Regions from separate parts of the Gasterosteus aculeatus genome. Here region 1 is linked to region 2. The links are chromatin contacts, called in public Hi-C maps. All regions are on one chromosome and are shown on one strand. Each heading gives the region's core, a stretch centred on a gene start, on an enhancer-like site or on the middle of the called end of the contact. The rest is flanking DNA. Distances are from core to core; before and after follow the strand shown. Region 1 overlaps fto (FTO alpha-ketoglutarate dependent dioxygenase). Region 2 holds the start of irx3a (iroquois homeobox 3a).

Region 1 (6,589 bases), core at 1,980-4,479, 57 kb before region 2:
GCCAGATGAGGGCCACTCAGCCTGGGTCTAATTCCTTTGACTCTGGCAGCACTTCACTCCCGGCTCTTTTTGCCTCTCAAGCCTGCATCTGTGACCTTGGCTGACATCGAAGGGGGTTAAACTGTGGACTGGAAGATGTGGCCACAGCGATTGAGTTGTAAGCTAGTTTTGGGATCGGCACTTGCACACAGCCATCTGGGCTTCTACGGGGCTCAGAAAGAGGTTATCCCTCTCCTACTCCCCACAGCTGACCCTGGATCAGCAGTAAATGCGGAGACTTTATTGAGAAGCATCTTTGCTGGGTTCGGTGCTGCAGAGCAGGGAACATTTGCACAGTGGAAAATCATTTAAAGAGGAATCTAATGAAGAGTTGATCTCTGTTACAACTTCCCCTGTAATCCCTCTGATCGGTTGTGCCAAACTCTGCTTGCGGTTGGCGCTTTGTGTTGTCATAAGCCTGTGTCACCTTTTACCACCAACGTTTTTTTTTTGTGACTCCCATACATGAACAACGCCCCGTGCCACTATAAACAAAAGGCCTTGTGTTGAACGCAACACAGCCCCGTGGTTCTGCCAGTAGTACGGTTATTTCCTCAAGCCCTGATATTGTCACTACAAACAGAACACTTTTAAGTACCAGTTAGACCACAAACAGCTTCTCACACACCCCGAACAACTTTCAATGAATATTTTGCATACGCAAGCCTAAACAAACAGACTCATCTTCATAGGCAGGTACCGATGTGCTCACACACCCACACACACCCCACCATACTGCGTTCCCTGGCTCGCCGTGTGCACTCTTTGCATCCTGTTTGGTGCGGCGCCTCAGGGCCTAACCTGGCTGCTCTTCCAAACAAATTGCTGGCTGTTCACAGCATTTTAAATGCTGAGGCCCTTTAATTACACTATTTACTTAATAGGGTGAAACAAAACTCGTGTTCACGCAGCGGGAGCACCAGGTGATGCAGAAGTTCAAACACCTGGCGGAATGCACTCCTCTGGCATGGACGCGTAGCGCGCACGCGTGCGCACACACACACACTCACATGGCTGCGCTGCAAACACAAAAGCCTTCTCCGGCTCGGATGACGAGCTACACAGAGTTTAGGACTTTTTCTATGCGTTTTTTTTCGGGGGGAAAAAAGGGAACGTGCTAATAAGTTACTTTATATCCCGCCTGACCTTTTCAGAATTCAGAAGTTTCTTCTGTACTGTGAATAGAACAGTCAAACATGGACTAAAAGTTTTTTTTTTCAGATTACTTGTCTGAAGGTGCAAAACGCTGACAGTAGAAGAAAGCTCAGAGGGATCCCGACTGGTGACCTGTCAAAAGAACATACGTTGCCTCTCCATCAATACAAACATTAAAAACAGTCAGATAACAGTTATGTGCTTTGGTCCTAATTACAGAATTAACATTAACATTGGCTGTTTGTTTTTACAAGAATGTCTCGTCATAATAAAGGGCCCCGCCTGTACATGTCCAATTTATGAGGGTTATGCTTCATGGCAGTTTCAGTAGGGCGTTTCTACCGTCACTGGTTTGCCTATTATGTGATCTAATCATGACAAGTGATGGCAACAATAAGGGGACTTTACGTATGCAGTTTAAACCACATCTCATATTTATACAAAGAATGACACACACACAAAGAGGTGACTGTTTGTTTTGACGCTTTATTTAAAGGGGAACAACACATGCAGTGTGTCGCTTTTTTCAATGCAGTCACGTGTTTCTGCAACCCAATCTCTGTGGTGCAACTGTTCAAAACTTCTATCTCACAGTTCCGCGTTACAAAAAGGCTTCAGAACTTAACACCACGTCCCCTGGAGCCACAGAGGGATGACTTGTAACCGGGCAATTGAAGTCACAAAAGACTATAATTAGCCGGAGCCGCTTGACCCCGCCACCGTCACCTGAAGACAGGTGGGAATTATGAATCGACCCTATCATGTGACTGGGGTCAGGTGTCGTCCATGGCTCAGCTGTATAGCTTCCGAGGCAAGCCTCATCCATCACCCGCTTTATTGCACCATTCAGATGATGCCCACGAGGCACTGACGCTTGGCCAGGAGGGGAGAGGGGAGGTGGGGGGAGGATTGGATGAGAGTTAAAAATGATCGTTTTACAAGAACAAGCTTTCACAGCGGCGGCGTGCCACTGCCCGGGAAAACGTAAGAGTTAGCGCTCCCAACGCCACAGTAACCCTCTTCCTGATTCCCCAACAGCAGATTTACGGCCTCCGAAAGCTGAGCCGCGAAAAGGTGCGATCACTCGCGGGCTCGTAACCCCTTTACCCTCGTCGTCCACCCCTCTTATTGCTCCATCCCTCTCCAGGGCTTCATAAACAAACGGCGTCATCAGGAAAAACTGCCGTCAGTGTCTCTTCAGAACCAGTTCTAATTAGTTTTAGAAAGTAGTAGTTTTATATATTTGTTTTTAGGCCACGTGTGGCTCATTTGTGGCGATGACGGAGAGGGCTGCTTTGTTGAGCTGGGCGGCCGTCCCTACTTGGTGTTGTCTTTGGGTCGGTACTTGCAGGCCCGAAAGTAAACGTTTGTTTTCCAGGGATTTTCCTCCAAGCCAGCTGCTTCTGTTGCGCTGGCCTCTAGCCTGGCACAGGTGGCTGGTGGGCCAAAAGCCGCAGCCTCCCTCATTCCTCCCCAGTGGGCCTGGAGCGCACACACACACACACACACACACACACACACACACACACACACACACGCATACATATGGACTCTGACTGTGACTGTTTCTCTTGAACACACACACAGCTGCGGGGGGTGATCCGTCTCTCCGGCGCTGTCGGCAGAGTCAACGGCCAGGAGGCTCCTATCTGTTTGTCCTTTTCCTGCCTTTTTTTTTTTTTCTCGTTGTTTTATTAGAACCTGATTGCATTTTAACAATAGTTGTCTGCTTGTAAATTTTGCGCCTGTGTTGACATTGGGCCACATTCCATCCCCTCGCCTGAGGAGGAGAGGGAGCAGGCCCGGGTGTTTGGTAATTTGTTACGCTGTTAAGCACCTAATGGACGTCCACCTGGTTTCCTGAGAGCAGTAGCTGTAGTTCAGGGGCCTGCCTCCTTTGCACTTCCAGACTTCCAATAGTGTTTTATTGCCTCCAATTATGAAGGCAATTTGAGGCTACCTTGCTTTGTGTGTGTTTTGCTGTTACATCTGGTTCACCCTGCTCTAGACGGGGCGGCCAGCCAGCCAGGCCACATCAAACACGCCCGCTGTGAAGCAGGCAGGGACTTTGCAGGTACGACGCACCTTCTCCGTTTCTGTTGTTGACTCAACCGGCGCTTTTGTAAGTCACATGCCCTCGGTGCAAACTCAGGGCCCCGCATTCCAATTGGCCCCGGATATGCCATTAAGTACTTATTTGTTTCATGTGGTTTAATGTGCAGCCTAGACTGCAGCTGGCAAGAGGGACTCCTCACAGGCCCACCCAAAGGCACCCACGCTCCTCGGGAGAATTATTGTTCCCATCAGCGCTGTGGCCGTTGCGGCACGTGGTGCCGAGTGTTGGAAGCTTGACGCGGCACCCAACCTCCTTGCAGAAACACCCCCCCTCCTCCTCCTCCTCACGGCCTGCTAATGCATTTTTGTGTGGTTTCCAAGACCATTAATTAAAAGGGAAAAGGAGTGCATCAGATGTTAGTTTTATTAGGCTCCTTTGAGAGAATCAAAATGAAAGGAACATATGTCATGCATTTGATGACGCCCCCCCCCCCCACCCTTCTCTCTGTTTCGCTCTCCACAATTGCCCACCTCACGTACTCGCAAAGTGCACAGTCAGCAGCTGTCTGCAGACACAATAGCATTTAATTGATCCTGAGGAAACGGCTAAGACGCGGCGCTGCCCACGCTTTCTGGCTGGCTGGCTGGCTGGCTCACATTCTGCACCACTTTACGTTTAACGCTGAATATGGCAGTGATTGGGATAATGGGAGTTTGGGATGGTGGGTGGGGATCTGAGGTTCTGTTCGGGCTCTAATGAGGACAACCCTGAGAGTTCACAGGACCTTTGAGAGTCCTGGGTGGTGTGGGTTGAGATCCGAAGCTCGACGCGTCACAGGTCGGGGCTTGTTCTTAATGTCTCCCGGCAACATGCATGCCCTCTGCATGACATCACTAATATCTTGCACAAGACAGTTGGAAGATAAGTAGGTCGATAAATGCTATCTGCCTGTCTCACTCTTACCCATATATATATCTGCATGATATACAAAGACAGATGTGCTCAATCACTCACTTCTCACTCAACACTGCACAGACACAAAAACCTACATGGATAAGTGTGCTTTTTTGTTTTTTCTTCCCTCTTGCAACATGACTGCATGCCTTACCTTTTCAGGGAACGGCTGATTTATGAGACACATGCCTGTTTTTTCATGACTTGTTTGATTGCATTCTCAGCTATCGGGCACTCGGGTTGCCAAGACCATAAAACTGCACACCTGCACGAGTTTGCTTCAGAGTTAGATGGAGCGAGGGCCGAGCATGGGGAGGCAGGTGACCTGAGGTAGACGGATACTATAGCTCTACATAAACAAGGATGATTGATTGATGTTCTGTGCCGTTTCACTTTAACACAGGCTTTATTGTTTTGTCCTGTTTAGCCTGGCACATGTTTTGGAGATGTTGCAATGCCCATTCAAACAAGAGCCACGTCTAACTACTCTTGTATCTGTTTTTATCTTTGTGATAAGGTGCTATTGGGATACTTCATAGAAAAACTCATAGCTCTTACATAAAACATGAAGTTTAGAGAGGGTATCTGATCCTCTGTATGTTCTTTCGCAAAGGCTTTCCATTAGCGTGGCGGGACTCCACCCTTTTCCTAAAAATGAGGTCCAGAGTCAAGCAGGGCAAGCCGTCTAATCCCACGTGGTTACAAATGACCCCCTGTAGCAATAATGCAATAAGCGTTGTCTCCTATCTATGTTCTCCGGGTTCTTTTTCACTTGGCTTGACACAATTGTGCATTTATCAGTGTAATTGCAAGAGTTGAAAGCACTGATGTTGTCTATTAGGCGGATTTCCATCCTGTTAAGAGCAGAGGGGCTTTTAATGTATGGCCCCGCCTGAGCGAACTGCTACACAATTACACACCGGCCCGAGATTGAGCGGGCCGACTATGCTGCTGATGCTGATGATTGTGACGGTCGCCATGGCGCTGATGACACCCGACCGCCCTGCACTCTTCTTACAAGCCTTCCAGAGGGAGACTAAGAGTGAAACAACAAAGTGAAACCGAGGTTAATCATTTTATTCACTCCCTCACTTTCCTCTTCCCCTCCTTTAACCAAGTGATGGGCCCTGGAACCGTCGAGCGGGGAGAGGGGGGGGGGCGGAAATCGATGGGGAGCGCATTACAGTAAAACGTATTGATTAGGAGACCTGCGAGCAGTGTGTTGGTCGCGGAGATGGTGGAATGATGCAATGCTTAAAGGAATTTATCCTTTGGCTTTTGCATTAACCTTTTATTGACTGCTTTGCCTGTCCATAATTAACACTCACTTTAGCTAAAGTGGTTAGTTTGAGCGCAAAGGGGGGGCTCCGGACCTTAGTGCAGCGAGGGGCCACGGAGCCGCAGTTCAAGTGCAGCGCGCTGCGTGGAGGGAGCGGCCTCTGTGGAATAGAGGCGATAGAATCCTAGATACCTTTCACATTAGCATAGCATCTGAGTGGGGGCCTGCCAGGCTCTAAGGTTTCAGGGCAAATTGAAATGAGTGATTGCGTTGCCAATCTCCCCTGACCGAGCGCCAGATGGGATAGTTAGGCCCATATCTGTCTGGGGTTAATCCATTGGAACAGCCCGGACTCACAAACACATTCGCTGCCTCCTGACACACACACACCCCAACTCCACACACCTCCTTCCCTCCAAAAAAAACCCCTTTGTCTTTGACCTTAACTTTAAAGGTGGGCCGCTCTGCCATGGGAAAAGTCTCGTTTGTACGCCACTGTGGCTTCCACTGAATTTCTAGCGAGAGCCCAGGAGAGCTTAAGGCACCTCGCTTGGTATTGACTTTTTGTTTGGTTCCATTTTAGCAGTCGAGGGACGTCACTCTGTGCACCGTGTAAAAGTGTGTGCTGAATTACCTACACTGTATTATCTTTGATAGTCTTCCAGTCCTGATATCTTTCATCATATCTTCGGTAACCCGGGAGCCTTCCATTTCCTTGTTAATGTCGCGAGATCCCTTTGTCAGATAATTGCAGGCAGATCTGTTGAAGGACGGCTGCTCTGGTTTTTTCACGGCATGTAGCCTTTCAGAACGAGTCAGGGCAGCCGACGAGAGGAGAGTGTTTCCGCTCATGGCTCCGCTCCATGAATGCTTAATCAGACCAAATCAAAAGGTCCGGGATCCCGAGGCCTGTGGCGTCCTCAAGCTGATGTCAGCAGCACCACAGAGTGCGACTGGGTGTTGTCTGGGTCAGTTTTTCACTCTCTCCCCTTCACTCTGTAGATATGTATGCCAGCCATGTCCTCCTCCTCCTCCTCCTCCTCCTCTTTTGAAGTGGCGCTTCCTTTAATTCGCACCCTAAATAAATTATGAGAACATTTAAACAC
Region 2 (6,400 bases), core at 67-2,566:
ATTAATTATTCCCCATCATACATTTGACCAAGCCACACATTACGGGAAGGGATTTTAGAGTAATGCAACAAAATAAGGTCATTATTGAGGTGTAAACAAACAACACCCCAAAACATTTTTTATTTTTATTTAACTTGAACACGTTTTTTTTTCTACCAAAAGCGTGGCAACTAAATACAACTATTTTATATTTGAAATATTCTGTATATTTACAACGAAAAACTTTACTTTACTTTAATGCACGTCTTCCCCTGCGTGGCCTGTGTAAACCGTCACAGCGCGTCGCAGCCTTTTATAAACATAACTTTCAGGGAATGATGTAACAATAAGTCCTATGCACACTTTGTTAATATGTTACTTTTTAACCACTTTTGACTTACAAATAGATCCCCCCCCCTACCTCTCTCAGCTTTAACCACATCGCTCAAAAAGTTGACGCTCAAACGTCTCTTGCGGAACTGTTCATTTATTTTCATTTGAATTGCGAAGCAATATAAAAAAAACAACAACAACAACAACAAAAAAGTTCTATCGAAGACTTCGAAAGGGGGCCAAAAGTGACTCACCAGCTGATTGAAAATTGATATATCGTTCGAGTAGGGCAGAAACGCTCCGTAGCCCTGCGCTGCTGCGGCGAAAGGAGATCCGTACATAGTGGAGAGGACGTTGGAGAGCGCGCCGGACGGACTGAGCTCCGTCCCGGCCCGGGCGTTGCTGGCGATCCCCTGGCGCTCCGGCGGGTATATCGGTCGGATGTACTGATATCCCAGCTGTGGGAACGACATGGCGGCGGGGAAGGGGAGGGGGGGGAGAAGAAAGTCTGCTGCGATCACACAAAGCAAAGGATTTGCCTCGATATCCACTTTTACAGTGTGAGCATGTGGGCAACAAAAGGTGCGAGCAAGGGAAGTCTATATTTCCTCGGTAGCAGCCAGTGTAAACGATCCGGTTGCGCCCCTTATTTCTTGCTTTTCTTCTTCTTCTTCTTCTTTCCACCCGCACTTCCCTATTGATCTGGATGGACTAAGGTCAGGTCCTTACAGATTGCTTTAGATTATTGGGACTGCCTTGCTCAGATTGACATTTCTAGTCGTTTAGAAGCCCCTCCCATTTTCTCAAATCTCACCCCTCTCATATCCACCGCTCGCCGACCAGCCTCTCTCTCTTTCTCTCTCTTTCTCCCTCCCTCTCTCTCTCTCCCTCTCTCTCTCCCTCTCTCTCTCTCTCTCCCTCCCTCTCTCTCTCCCTCTCTCTCTCTCTCTCCCTCCCTCTCTCTCTCTCTCTCCTCTCTCTCACTCCCTCCCTCCCTCGCTCTCTCTTCTCGGATAAGTGCGCTGACGTCGCGAGCTCTTATTTGAATGGGGTTTCAAATCTCATTTTATGGCTCGCCAATCTATTTCATTTGTTGTTTGTTGTTCGAGTCCGTCCCACCGCATTGTTTGTGTTAATTCTCAATTTTGCCCGTTTGCACAACAGTAAGCCGTGAGATGTCTACGACTGATTAACTTCTTCTTTTGTTTCGTCTCTAGTTTTCTTTTTAACACAAAAGTGCACTTTTATTCTTGGACACTCGAGTACATCGGTTAAAAAAAAGTAAAATTAGTTCCCTCTCTTGTAACAATTGGAAAATGTTCACGCACATTTTTTTAAACCGACATTCCTCTATATTAATAAAAAAAACCATGTCAGTTGGCAGTTTCAAAAACTATTAAATCACAAGAAAAAAATCAGAAAATAATGAATATGTTTTTAACTACTGGCGGTGCTCACGCTTTGTCCTGGCCGTGGATCACAGGCTATACACACCTTTTTAATCCATCACTATGTCACCGTGACTGTGTTTTCCTACACCGGTTCGGAGGCGTTATGGGCGAATCGGAGTCAATTCAGGACATCAAACAGGTCGCATGCAGCTACTTGACATCAAAGAGGGAGCTGTTGATGGGCGCATTACACTGTTAATGAAGAGTAAAGTGCAAAGCAGCAACAATGACGAGTAATAAACAAGGTAGTGGATTGGCCTGAAGATGTGTATTCCGGGGGAAACAATACTCTGACTTCAGAAAGAATGAGCAAAACATATTTATAAATAAAAAAATATATTTTGAAAATTATAATTGTTATTATTAACGAACCCAATAACCATAATAATGACACGTGATCGTAATAGTAATAATAACAGCAATGGTGTAACCGAGTAAATAAACAGATTGCTCGGTACAAAGCTTAAAACAAGACGTTTGAGATACTTGTCTCTAAATCCGCTCTAAAACCAAACGATCATCCGGACAGACTGCACTTGAAGAAAATCCATTCGATAATTTTGATGCAACCTGATGTTTCTTGTAAATAATTCGGATTAAAACAAAACAAGGGAGTCAAAATTGAAATTCCGCGAATCAATACACAAAAGTGTGTACGGGACAACCGTAATCGCATTTGAACCGATTTTATACCAGCATCTGTTTTGTTAATCGTTCGCAAAACAACTGCAGAGGTTGAATCATTATTCCACCCACTTTATATGAATATAAGTCTTAACGTATTATTGACGGCGGGATGAAATCTCATCAATCTCATGTGTAGTTTTGATAATGCGATCCCGGTTTCCAAGAATTCTAAACTTGTATAAACCTTTAATCTTCTTTGGAAGCAGATAGTTATCATTGTCTGGGGGGGGGGGGGGGGGGGGGGATAATAGCAGCTATAATTTCATACATAGAACAACCCCATACGGATACGCCTTGTGTCTGTAAAACTCTGTCCTGAATCTGTGTGTGTTCTTCGCCGACATCCACCCCAACCCGGATTATGGGGTTATTAATTACAGCGGCTTGCTGGTGCCATCCGACCGGAATGGTAATCACTACATAGCAGTCAATAGCACGCGCACACTTAACACACGCGGTCATGCGCGCGCGCGCACACACACACACACACACACACCCACACGCACGCTAAGAGAGACGTAAGATCGACCTGCAAACGGAGGGGGTCCAGACAGAGAAGTGCAGGGTGGTTAAAGATAAATGCGTAAGTGTGTAGAAGAAGAACTTTAAAACGACAATAAAAAAAAGAGCGAGAGAGAGAGAGAGAGGGAGAGAGAGGGAGGGAGAGAGGGAGGGGCGAGGAGCGAGAGAGAAAATAAATAATTCTGAGCGAGGTGTCTGACTGCTGGTGTCCACTAAGCAGCGCTCCGAGTCCGGATGGACACGTGTCTCGTACCCGGGACGACGGTCGGTCGGTCGGTCGCGACCCCCCCCCCCCCGCCCCCCCCCCTCCTCCTCCACTCCACCCACGCCAAGGACTGCGTCTGATTTATTGCCTCCAATCAAACGCGCCACGCACTAACTTAACACTTTCACGCCGACCCGGGAAACTAGCGTGGCCATAAAAGCATTAAGACGCAGCTCCCCCCTTTTCTCCTCCAGAGAGTCTCAGTAAACAGTAAACTAACCCCAGCTGGACTTCCGCGCGCACGCACACACACACACACACACACACACACACACAGGCCAAAACTCAGCCCATGCAAACCACCACGTTACATCTTTTTGGACCTATTGCTATCGATATTTTAATATTATTTTTATTTCTCATTATTATCATATGGTTTCTTACAACAACTCGAATGACTTCTCCAGACTCGTGGGAGCCAATCTTATTGGTGGGTCATGTAAAAAGAGGCCGATGCGAATGCGCAGGGCCGTTTTGTAAAGAGCTCTTTGACGGTATTTATGCAGATGACACATTCTCGTAAAGCACAACGCGCAGCGCGGCCTGTCGCTTTACAGGCGTTCCTTATGCAATACACGGGGCCCCGGCGACACGTCGCAAAAGGAAGAACCGGGGGCCCCGCAAAACAGCCGAGATCAAAAGGCTTCAAACAGAGGAGCTTCAAATCTCACATTTAGATCTCTTCCACAACGCTATGCCGTGACAGTGGAAAAAAAGAAGACTAAAAACACATTTTATCAAAAAGAAAAAGGCAATTAATGACCGTTGTACGCTTTTGGAAGTTTGACGTGTGCGTTTATATGTGTGTATGTGTGTGTAATTGTGTGTGCATGAGAGAGATTTCTTGCTTGGCGAGGCAGCTCTCGTTTTGTTCAGCAGTTCTTGAAAGGGGACCAGAGCCAGCGGTATTTGCTGAGTTTTTTTACTCACCAGAATTTTGGCATCGTCAGTTTCGGGAGAATTTCCGCTGTACATATTATTTAGGACATATTGCCGGGGTGATTCACAGCTTTTCAATGTGATCATCAAAAGCTGTTGGGCAGGGCAAATGCAATGCATGCAGGAAATGTCTGAGTGTAATTAATACAAGTGACTATTGGTATTGTCATTTCTTATTGCAAAGCAATTATCCTTAGCTGTTGGGAATATACATACTGTTGTTGTTAATCAGAAATGTTCCTCAGCGGTTTTCAAAGTTAAATCTGTGGGTAACCCCAAAAATAACTGCAACACATTCAATCTCCAAATAAGCTCTTTGAAACTCGTGTCCCATTAGGGTGAAATAAAGGTCCAATAAATCTCGCAGTGTTTAAAGAACAGTGAAGCCTAATCCACTAAATGAATTAGTTTCTAAAAATTAATTGTTCTTAGCAGCAGAAGCAAGTGTACTTTGAAATACATTTAAAGTTTAATTTTTTTCCGTGTTAGAATAATTTCAATAGTGTGATTTTAATTACATTACACCAACCAATCATGCATATTAAATAGATAGCCAAAGTAAAGCATTTTGGAACGGTTTCTCCTGCTCAAACCATTTGGAAACAAATTAATAGTCAATGGACTGCAACTTATTAAACTGGGTTAGGACATCGGATCAAAGCGTAAATTAACGCGTTGCCTTGCAAGTGTTTTACATTAACTTGTTGAGTTCAGGTTGTAGGCTACTACTAAATTTACAATGTCAGGCCGTCAGGCTGAGCAAGTGTATTGAGTTGGAGATCCATTTTAGACTCTGGTCCTGAACCAGGTTTTAAGATGGACAGCAACTTAAACGTTCTGTACAATGTGCAATGTGCATATAGACTTTTACACTGTTTATAGGGTGTTTATAACCCAGATTATAGACATACGGAAGTTCTAGAAAAAAGAATATTTGGGGTATTCGGGTTTGTTTACCAATTCATTTGGCCTGGACAGGTCACAATAACAGGGTTAAGAACCTTTCTTGGTATACATGTAAATCATATTGACCCAAGGGATTCTTATACTTCCTTTTAAACTGTCATTGTTTTTGTAATAAAAGGTCATTCCATTAATCCGGATTAAACCATATTAAATGATTTATATTTCTCAGCATCATATGGTCGTGCTGTGTCAAGGGATCAGTGTAAAATAATCCAGACCTGTGCAAAACATGTCAAATGTAATTAATGTATACATCTTCCCGGCGATATTCTTAAAAACACAAACCACAGCATTAAATCCAACTGATATCAGCTGAGAACGTTAGCATCGATATAGTTCATAACATTGATCCCACCCGAGCCAATTGTAATGTGTTAAACTACACAATACTCCTACCATATTTATTTGTTATGCCTTTTAACGATGTTGCATTGAAGGTGAGTATTTTTGTTTCCACTCACGCTCGCTCCATCTGCTGCAGTTTGCCCTGTATCAGTAACACAAGGCATTGATTTTACGGTAAAGTCACTTTGTAAAGGGAATGAGTAACTCCAGGCCCCACTATCACTGTATTACACGGGTATGGCCCACGTAACAAGATGAACATTGATTCAGCATTACGGATGATCGATAATGAAATAAGTAACTTCAGGGCCAAATTAAAATGCAAGCTGGCTTGATGCTGCCAGGCTCTGTGAGAGGTGACAGCAGCAGAGAGGTAAGAAGAGGGAGGGCGAGGGAAAGGCAGAGAGAAGAGACTAAAAGTTGAAGGCCACTGAGAGTTCACTGTGCTCTGTGATGATGATGTTGATAATGACAGCGCGGTTTTGCTAACAAAAAAACAAAACATACAGCCCATATTATCTAATATGAGAATGCATGTGCCCTTATAACATTTAACATTATAATGAAGTTGCTTAAATAACAACACACATCCCCAAAATACTAAACCGTCCGTCAGTGAATACAGGTTTCTTTTCCAACTGTCCATATCTGTTGAAATTGAGTCACTATGATTTGCCCGTGTGTTTATTTGAAAAGATTGTCCCACCATGGTTCCCATGGAACTCACATAAGCTAATCACATGGATACATGGTGTTGTCTGCATGCAGGAATATATAACATTTTTTTACTTTTATGTGTTTTTGTCCATTGACTTGCAAAGAAACCTTTAGCGGATCAATCGTTCGAACATTGTTCTTGATTTGTGTGCAATTCATTTTTCTAGTATGGGTTACACAGAAGTCCGCCATTGAG

Evidence for each region. Hi-C and Micro-C count contacts between places; a contact is called where the count stands out from the background.
Region 1: a contact with region 2 is called in a Hi-C map of whole body, with 1.8 times the contacts expected there. The contact joins the enhancer-like site here to the promoter of irx3a in region 2. A contact is called at or near these places in 2 of 6 Hi-C or Micro-C datasets (tail fin and whole body).

Annotation. Positions count from the first base shown.
Region 1 is chr12:18,848,846-18,855,434 of fGasAcu3.hap1.1, reverse strand. All of the region lies in intron 8 of fto (FTO alpha-ketoglutarate dependent dioxygenase), which reads left to right. Among protein-coding and RNA genes, the nearest start is that of irx3a, 57 kb to the right of the region's middle. Within about 2 kb of position 3,229, at least 3 of the 9 cell types and tissues checked have open chromatin away from gene starts, as enhancers often do.
Region 2 is chr12:18,790,254-18,796,653 of fGasAcu3.hap1.1, reverse strand. It overlaps irx3a (iroquois homeobox 3a), which reads right to left and starts at 1,316. Exons shown (of 2, transcript XM_040166330.2): 1 at 567-1,316. The coding sequence starts at 785.